Linked DNA regions of Zea mays: region 1 is linked to region 2. Evidence: chromatin contacts called from public Hi-C data. All regions are on one chromosome and are shown on one strand. The core of a region is the stretch at or near the end of the contact, and the rest is flanking DNA. Distances in the headings are between cores, read along the strand shown.

Region 1 (3,279 bases), core at 353-2,852, 130 kb before region 2:
ACTAGACTTGTGCTTTGGCGTGAGACAGACGAGGGGATTTTTAAAATCGTACTGAAATTTGCTCCCACGGGGAGCTAAACTCAGGACCTAAGGAGTGCTAATCAGACCACCTAACCAACTCAGCTGGAGGCCCTTTCGCATGAAATTAGACAGGCCAATGCTTCATAACTCACAATGGTGCCAAAGGTAATGTGAGGTGTGCTTTGATTTTTAAAAAAAAATGGGGAAAATGAGTTTTGAATAGGTTTTCTTCAAGAACTCAAAATAACATGGTAATTGGATGTAAAACTACATCGTTGTATCGAAACACCTTGAAGCTTTAAATGTTATGGTATATTTTAGTAACCATAAAGAACTCAAATATTACCGACCATCCAAACGGTCCTTTAGAGATTTCAATAATCAGTATGTAAGAAAATTAAATTCAAACCATATAGTTATTACTTAGTTTCATTATCAAATGTGTTCAGAATCGCAATACTTCCAGGACAACACCATCAAATAAATGGAATAAAAAAACTCTACATAGAAACTGATAATGCAATCATCTGCACCAGCTGTAATACTTTGGGAACAGATATCAGAAATTAGAACTCACTTCAATAGTAAAAATACTAAGGTATGTCGCATGCGTGTGAAATGATTTGCGTCAAATTCAATGAGATAATCTAAATCCGTGACTGAATTCGATGAAAAAACACTAATTGCATGAAAAGCTATAAGGTAATATATCACTGATGTTCTGTCTCGGTTACTGAATTAGAAGCCTTATCACATGTTTAAACCTAATCATGCGATGGAAAATTGGAAACTACAACCCATAGAACGCCTTCACTAAACAAGCTAACAGTAAAACAGCAAGAAATTAATAAATATAAATAATTACCAACAGCCCCGGACGCGGCAGCTGCCGCAGGAGCATCAGCTTGCACAGACTTCTGGCGTTTGGCGGGCTCCTCCCTCTCAACATCCACAGCATCCTCATCCTCCTCGTCGGCTGCAAACACAGGTGCAACGGCGACCTTGGCCTTCTTGAGACTAAAGGCCAGCTTACCAGCTGAGGCTACCGGAGCAGCGTTCTTCAGCTCGAATGGCCTCTTGTTTGCCGCAACAGCAAACCCCTGCTTGGGGTTCGCATGCTTGGGAGCCGATGAGGCAGAGGCAGCAGCGGCCTTCTTCTCCTGCGCCTCCTGCTGCATCTGCTTGAACCTCTCCATGAAGGAGCCATCGTTGGTGAAGATCCCCTTATCCATGGCTCGACACAGATGCTTCCGCGGCCCTTGGTTGCCGCCTCAAACAGCTACAATTCTTTCAACATCCAATCAACACACCACCGTCGTCGCACAAAAAAAACAACAGCGCTCAATCAACCCTAGAGAGCGACTCCTCCAAAATAATCAACTCGAATGTTGCAAAGACAAATACGGTACGAAACTCCGCCGCGGAGATCTGCAGGTGGAGGAGTCCCGGATCGATGCACAAGGGCTTGAATCACGGGATCAGATCGAATGCGGGGCGGATAGACCAGTAATTTACCTGATGCGGCCGAGGGGGAACGGACGGGGAACCCTAGTGGAGGGGGAAAGTATCGTGTGAGGTGGGGATCGGTCGGAGAAGGGGAGAGAATATGACGGCAGGAGCCGGCTGCCGGGCCCGGGAGGATACCGATTCGCCTTCCACGTCACCGCGTGTGCCGGTGCGCTTCGCCCTCAGAACCGGGCCCGCCGGGTTTACGGGTTCTGGCTCCGGGGTCGGCCATAATCAGGTAGTAATTTGTCAATCGTTATCTCACTTTTTATTTTAAACTTCTATATACAAACAGTGTATATATAAAACAATATTATACATGCCCGTAGGCATGACGTTAGTGGAGTTAGTCTAAGAATGTTTTTTTAGGACCGTGTAAAATATAGAACGCGGAATTGTTTGATACTATTTATAAAGTAAAGTTTAAAATAGGTAATAAAATAAGGGATAGGATAGTAATATGCTGGAGACAGACTAATAATGAGCTTCAAATTTTACGCGATATAGAACTTAAGAACTACTCCCTCCGTTATACAAAGAACGTCGTTTGACTTTTTTATGAAGTTTAATCAGCTCGTTTATTCAAAACAATTTATAATTATCATTTATTTTCATTCTAAATTAGTTTATCATATAACTTACTTTAGCTGTGAACTGCATTTTTCTACGTTTCCATAATTATTTTGAATAAGACGGGCCGATCAAACTTGATGTCAAAAAAGTAAAACGACATTTTTGTGGCGGAAGGAGTAGAACATATTAGATTAGAGCATCAGACGCTATCTTTATTCATTTTTAAACTAAAATTAATTAAGAGCTCAAATATATACTACTCTATTAAGCACGTACCATGGGTGCCCCGGCGCTACCATGCCTCCGCCTGCGACACCGTGCCCCCGCCCCCGCTTCCGTCATCACGCAAGCTCTGCTGTCAATGTCGCCCGACTGCCCCATCCTCAGCGCCCCACCCCCGTTCGCCCCTAGATCTGGATCCCGCCCATCGTCGGTGCCTCCTCCCCCGCCCCCCAGAGACCCGTATCCCGCCGCTCCCCCGTCAAACTCCCCAGTCTCCTTTTTCCCCGTCTCCCCCTCCAAGCACGCGCCACCGACCTCCTCGGCGCCTGCGTCCAATGTCGGGGCCTACGCCAGCCGGAGCCCCACCCTCATCCGCCTGGCGCCAGCGCTCGCTAGGGCGGACCTCCTGGCCACGATCGGACTACCCCATGTTTCTGGTAAGCGGAACAACGAACCTTTGAAACTTCTTGCAGTCATGTTTGTCTGTTTCTTGGTACCAGGAGCAGGTGTTTTGTGTCAAAACCCAAAAGGTTGCCTCCTTCGCTGTTGGATCCGCATGCCCTGCCTTTCCGTGCCGTTGTTTTTCGTAGATTTCGTGGCTGTTAGATAATTGTGACAGTGTTCTTTTGAGAGCGAGGTTAACCTTGCCTCCAGTTCAGTCGATGGGGTTTGGTTGGAGTCATGCTACAAGCGTTAACTATGTGGTGGCCTATCAAGTATTGCTTTTTATTTTTTGGTCCAATCCATGAACATAATCATTAATCTTCTGTATATATTGTGCGCTCTGTTTACAACCTATTGGTTCTAGGCTATTAGAACACAGTACTCATTTGTTCGCTTTTCAGCTAATAGTTTAGCTCATTAAACTACTTGTGGTCCTGCTGATCATAATAGCTTTTTATTTTAGCAAGTCCTGTTAGTGGGTGTCTGTGATTTATTGTTCCTGTGTACTAGGTG
Region 2 (3,381 bases), core at 352-2,851:
TTGTTGAGTTAGTGATTTGAGCTCCGTTCGAGTTGTGAACTCCATGTGTTGTGTTTTGAGCTCAAGTCTTGCTTGTGTGCGTGTGTGTGTGCTGCGGATTGAATATTGAGTGCGTTGTTTTTCCCTCTCTTACTCTTGTGCTTCTTGTGATCAATACTTTGTAAGGACAAGAGGCTCCAACTTGTGGAGATTCCTCGCAAACGGGAAAAGATCTCAAAGGAAAGACTGTGATATTCAAGTTGATCATCGGATCACTTGAAAGGGGTTGAGTGCAACCATCGTCTATTGAGACGCCACAACGTGGAAGTAGGCAAGTGTTACTTGGCCGAACCACGGGATAAAAATCGTGTGTCTCTTGTGTTGCTTCTCTCTGTGATTGCTTGTGTTCGCAAGAGCTCGCTTCATAAACTTAATTAACTCGCACTAACATTTTTTCAAACTAGAATCAATTTTTTCTGAAAATTTTGGCAGTCGACTCTGAACAAATTTGATCTCACACCTTCCTAGCTAACGGGGCACTATGCAGGATGTTTGACTTTCTTTTATTTTGGACAAGCGTGAAGCGTCACTAAGACTCTGTTTGTAATGGTGTAATCGAATCGAGTACGCACGAACATTAATTACTGTTTCATATTTGTTATCATATTTTTTTCTTTAGAATCCAATTGTATATGAATACATCAAGTTGTGTCGAATAAGATTTGAATGGATATCAACATCTTAAATATCCAATGTTGAGAATAAAGATATGGATAAAGATCTGATAAGAATCAGATAGAGTATACAGACTCAAATACGGATCAGATATTAGCCTTGTAGACGAATCGAATTCGAATACAGACAAATAATATACATACCTTTACACCCCTATCTGTTTGAAACTTCTAGAACTAATAGTTAGGTATTAAAAATTAGTTGCAGGTTCCAAACACGATCAGCTTATACTGCAGTTAATTGTTAGCTATATCACAAGTAACCATTAGTTTATTAGCTGACTAAACCAAACTAATAATTTATTAGTTGACTAATTATTAGTTTTATGGTTCTAAACAGGACTAAAACGTTTCTAAAGGTAGGGTAAAGAAGTTCCCATCACAAAAGGAAGAAATTTTAGACCATGTTATAACCACTTGCCATAGATGTAACGATGCATAATAACTTCATCAGATTCATCAAAAGCAAGCGCGCACAACGATATGAGCAGCGAGCAGTGTGCTCCTTCCTCCCAGGCCCGCGCAAAGCTAAGTCATACGACGATGAGCAGGGAGTTACGCGACCACCGGGCGTCCAGGTTCAGCAGCAGCACGTCGCCCGCCACCACCCAACAGCTCGGTGAAGAAGTCGATCTCGTCCTGTTCCTCCATCCCGAGCTCCGCAGGCGTGTGCGCCCCCGTCAGCCGCCCGCCGTCGTACAGGAACCTTCCCGTGCCGTACGCGACGTCCGGCACGCTGGCGTAGTAGGCGTCCATGAGCGCCTGCAGCTCCTGGGTCGGCCCCGCCGTGTCCTGCACCTTGAGCGTCACGTGGACGCCAGGCTTGATCACCGGCTTCCGGTCCACCTCTTCCTCCGCGTCGCCCCCGCGCACGTCCGATCGCATCATCGCCGACGCCAACTCATGGATATGAAAATTGACTCAAATCCGTATCCTAATAGGATAAAAATTCATTGAATTTTAGGTTTCGGATACCCATTACCATCTCTATTTCGAACGGCTGCCGCGTGCGCGTGCATGGATCGGTCCCGTTCGCCACCTGTAACGGAGGAATGGAGTGAGAAATATCGTGCAACTGCATCCCATCCGTGATCCGTGTGTGTTTATATAGGGCAATGCTGCTGTGGTTAAGTGGTTAATGAGCCGGGGATTCGCGTCGTCATGTCGTTTGGTGCGCAGCACGGCAGCAGTAACTACACGTGCGCCGAAGCGACAGAAGTCCGTTTGGCTCTGCCGTTTCCATCGTTGGTTCTCATCGACTCTGCCGTTGCCCGTTGGGCTGGAATAGGTGGGCCGCGTGGTACCAAAAAAATCTGCCCTGTTTGTGCTGGGCTGGGCTAGCACATAGCTGCAGGATTAGTTCTTCGGTAAACCAACAGACTTAATAATAATCTATATCTATACTACTAATTAAGGCTGCAAGGGGTAGGCTGTCTCCTTGCGTTCTGCCTTTTTTTCATTTCCTGTTTTGCCCTCCTGCCTGCGCACCTCACCTGCCCGCGTCGCCTCCTCTCCTGTCCTCCGCGTGCGTTGGGCGGGCAGCCAACTCCCTCACCAAACCCTAATCACTCCGGCGCTGCACCGCGCCGCGCGGATGCCTCGATCCGCTCCAGCGGCCGCCCGCCGAGGCGGCTGTGCGGTGGATCCAACCTGCCGTCTTGTTGCGCCTCGTGCGTCAACGCGAGGTAGGAGCAACATCCACTTCCGCAGGCTGGTCGAGTACCACAGGAGGCTGCGCATGATGAGGAGCCTCCGCGACTCCCTCCATGGCCGAATCACCGCACGCCTCGAAGCCAAGGTTGGTGTCTCCCCCCTCTCTTTCTCTCTGTCGTAGACTGTGCAACCAATGTGCAATCGCTCAATCAAGAAATCTAGGGCATATAGCCTGATTAGTTCACCAAAATCCGGCGGAGGGGAGGAGCTCTCCGTGGAGGAGCGCAACCTGCTGTCCGTCGCCTACAAGAACGTCATCGGCGCCCGCAGGGCCTCGTGGCGGATCATCTCCTCCATCGAGCAGAAGGAGGAGGGCCGCGGGAACGAGGCGCACGCCGCCTCCATCCGCGCCTACCGCTCCAAGATCGAGACCGAGCTCGCCCGCATCTGCGACGGCATCCTCGCCCTGCTCGACTCCCACCTCGTCCCATCCGCCGGCGGCGCCGAGTCCAAGGTCTTCTACCTCAAGATGAAGGGTGACTACCACAGGTATACCATTATCGCTAGCAGATCTCACGTTGTTGTCCTTTTATTTATGTTGCACGTTGAAGTTGCTTATCTATGAATTTGCCCTGTATGATGCACGATGATGTGCTGTCTCCTGTAATGCATGGTTGAAAGATGTGAAATTGTGTTTCATGGTTTTACCCCCTACCCTACAGCACATATATATTGTTATCTGATTTCTCCACATGATGATTTGGCAGGTACCTTGCTGAGTTCAAGTCTGGTGCAGAGAGGAAGGATGCTGCGGAGAGCACCATGAATGCCTACAAAGCTGCTCAGGTTGGACCATGGTGTACATGTTGATAGGATGAAGGTGTACATATCTTATTAATTGTGATTCATAGTTTCTGGGTTTTTTTGGGGGGGGGGGGGGTTTGTAGGACATTGCTCTTGCAGATCTGGCCTTGCTCTCAACTTCTCAGTGTTCTACTACAAGATCCTGAACTCC

What was found. Hi-C and Micro-C count contacts between places; a contact is called where the count stands out from the background.
Region 1: a contact with region 2 is called in a Hi-C map of endosperm, with 2.9 times the contacts expected there. The contact joins the promoter of LOC100284792 here to the promoter of LOC103633333 in region 2. A contact is called at or near these places in 5 of 25 Hi-C or Micro-C datasets (bundle sheath, ear, endosperm and 2 more) and 2 of 3 datasets of contacts at active chromatin or transcription factors (leaf and seedling).

What each region holds. Positions count from the first base shown.
Region 1 is chr7:169,081,314-169,084,592 of Zm-B73-REFERENCE-NAM-5.0, reverse strand. It overlaps LOC100284792 (gamma response I protein), which reads right to left and starts at 1,602. Exons shown (of 9, transcript NM_001157687.1): 1 at 1,537-1,602; 2 at 887-1,300. The coding sequence starts at 1,253.
Region 2 is chr7:168,952,540-168,955,920 of Zm-B73-REFERENCE-NAM-5.0, reverse strand. LOC103633333 reads right to left here and starts at 1,601. Exons shown (of 1, transcript XM_008655051.3): 1 at 1,109-1,601. The coding sequence starts at 1,601. The coding sequence ends at 1,269. It also overlaps the pseudogene LOC103634358.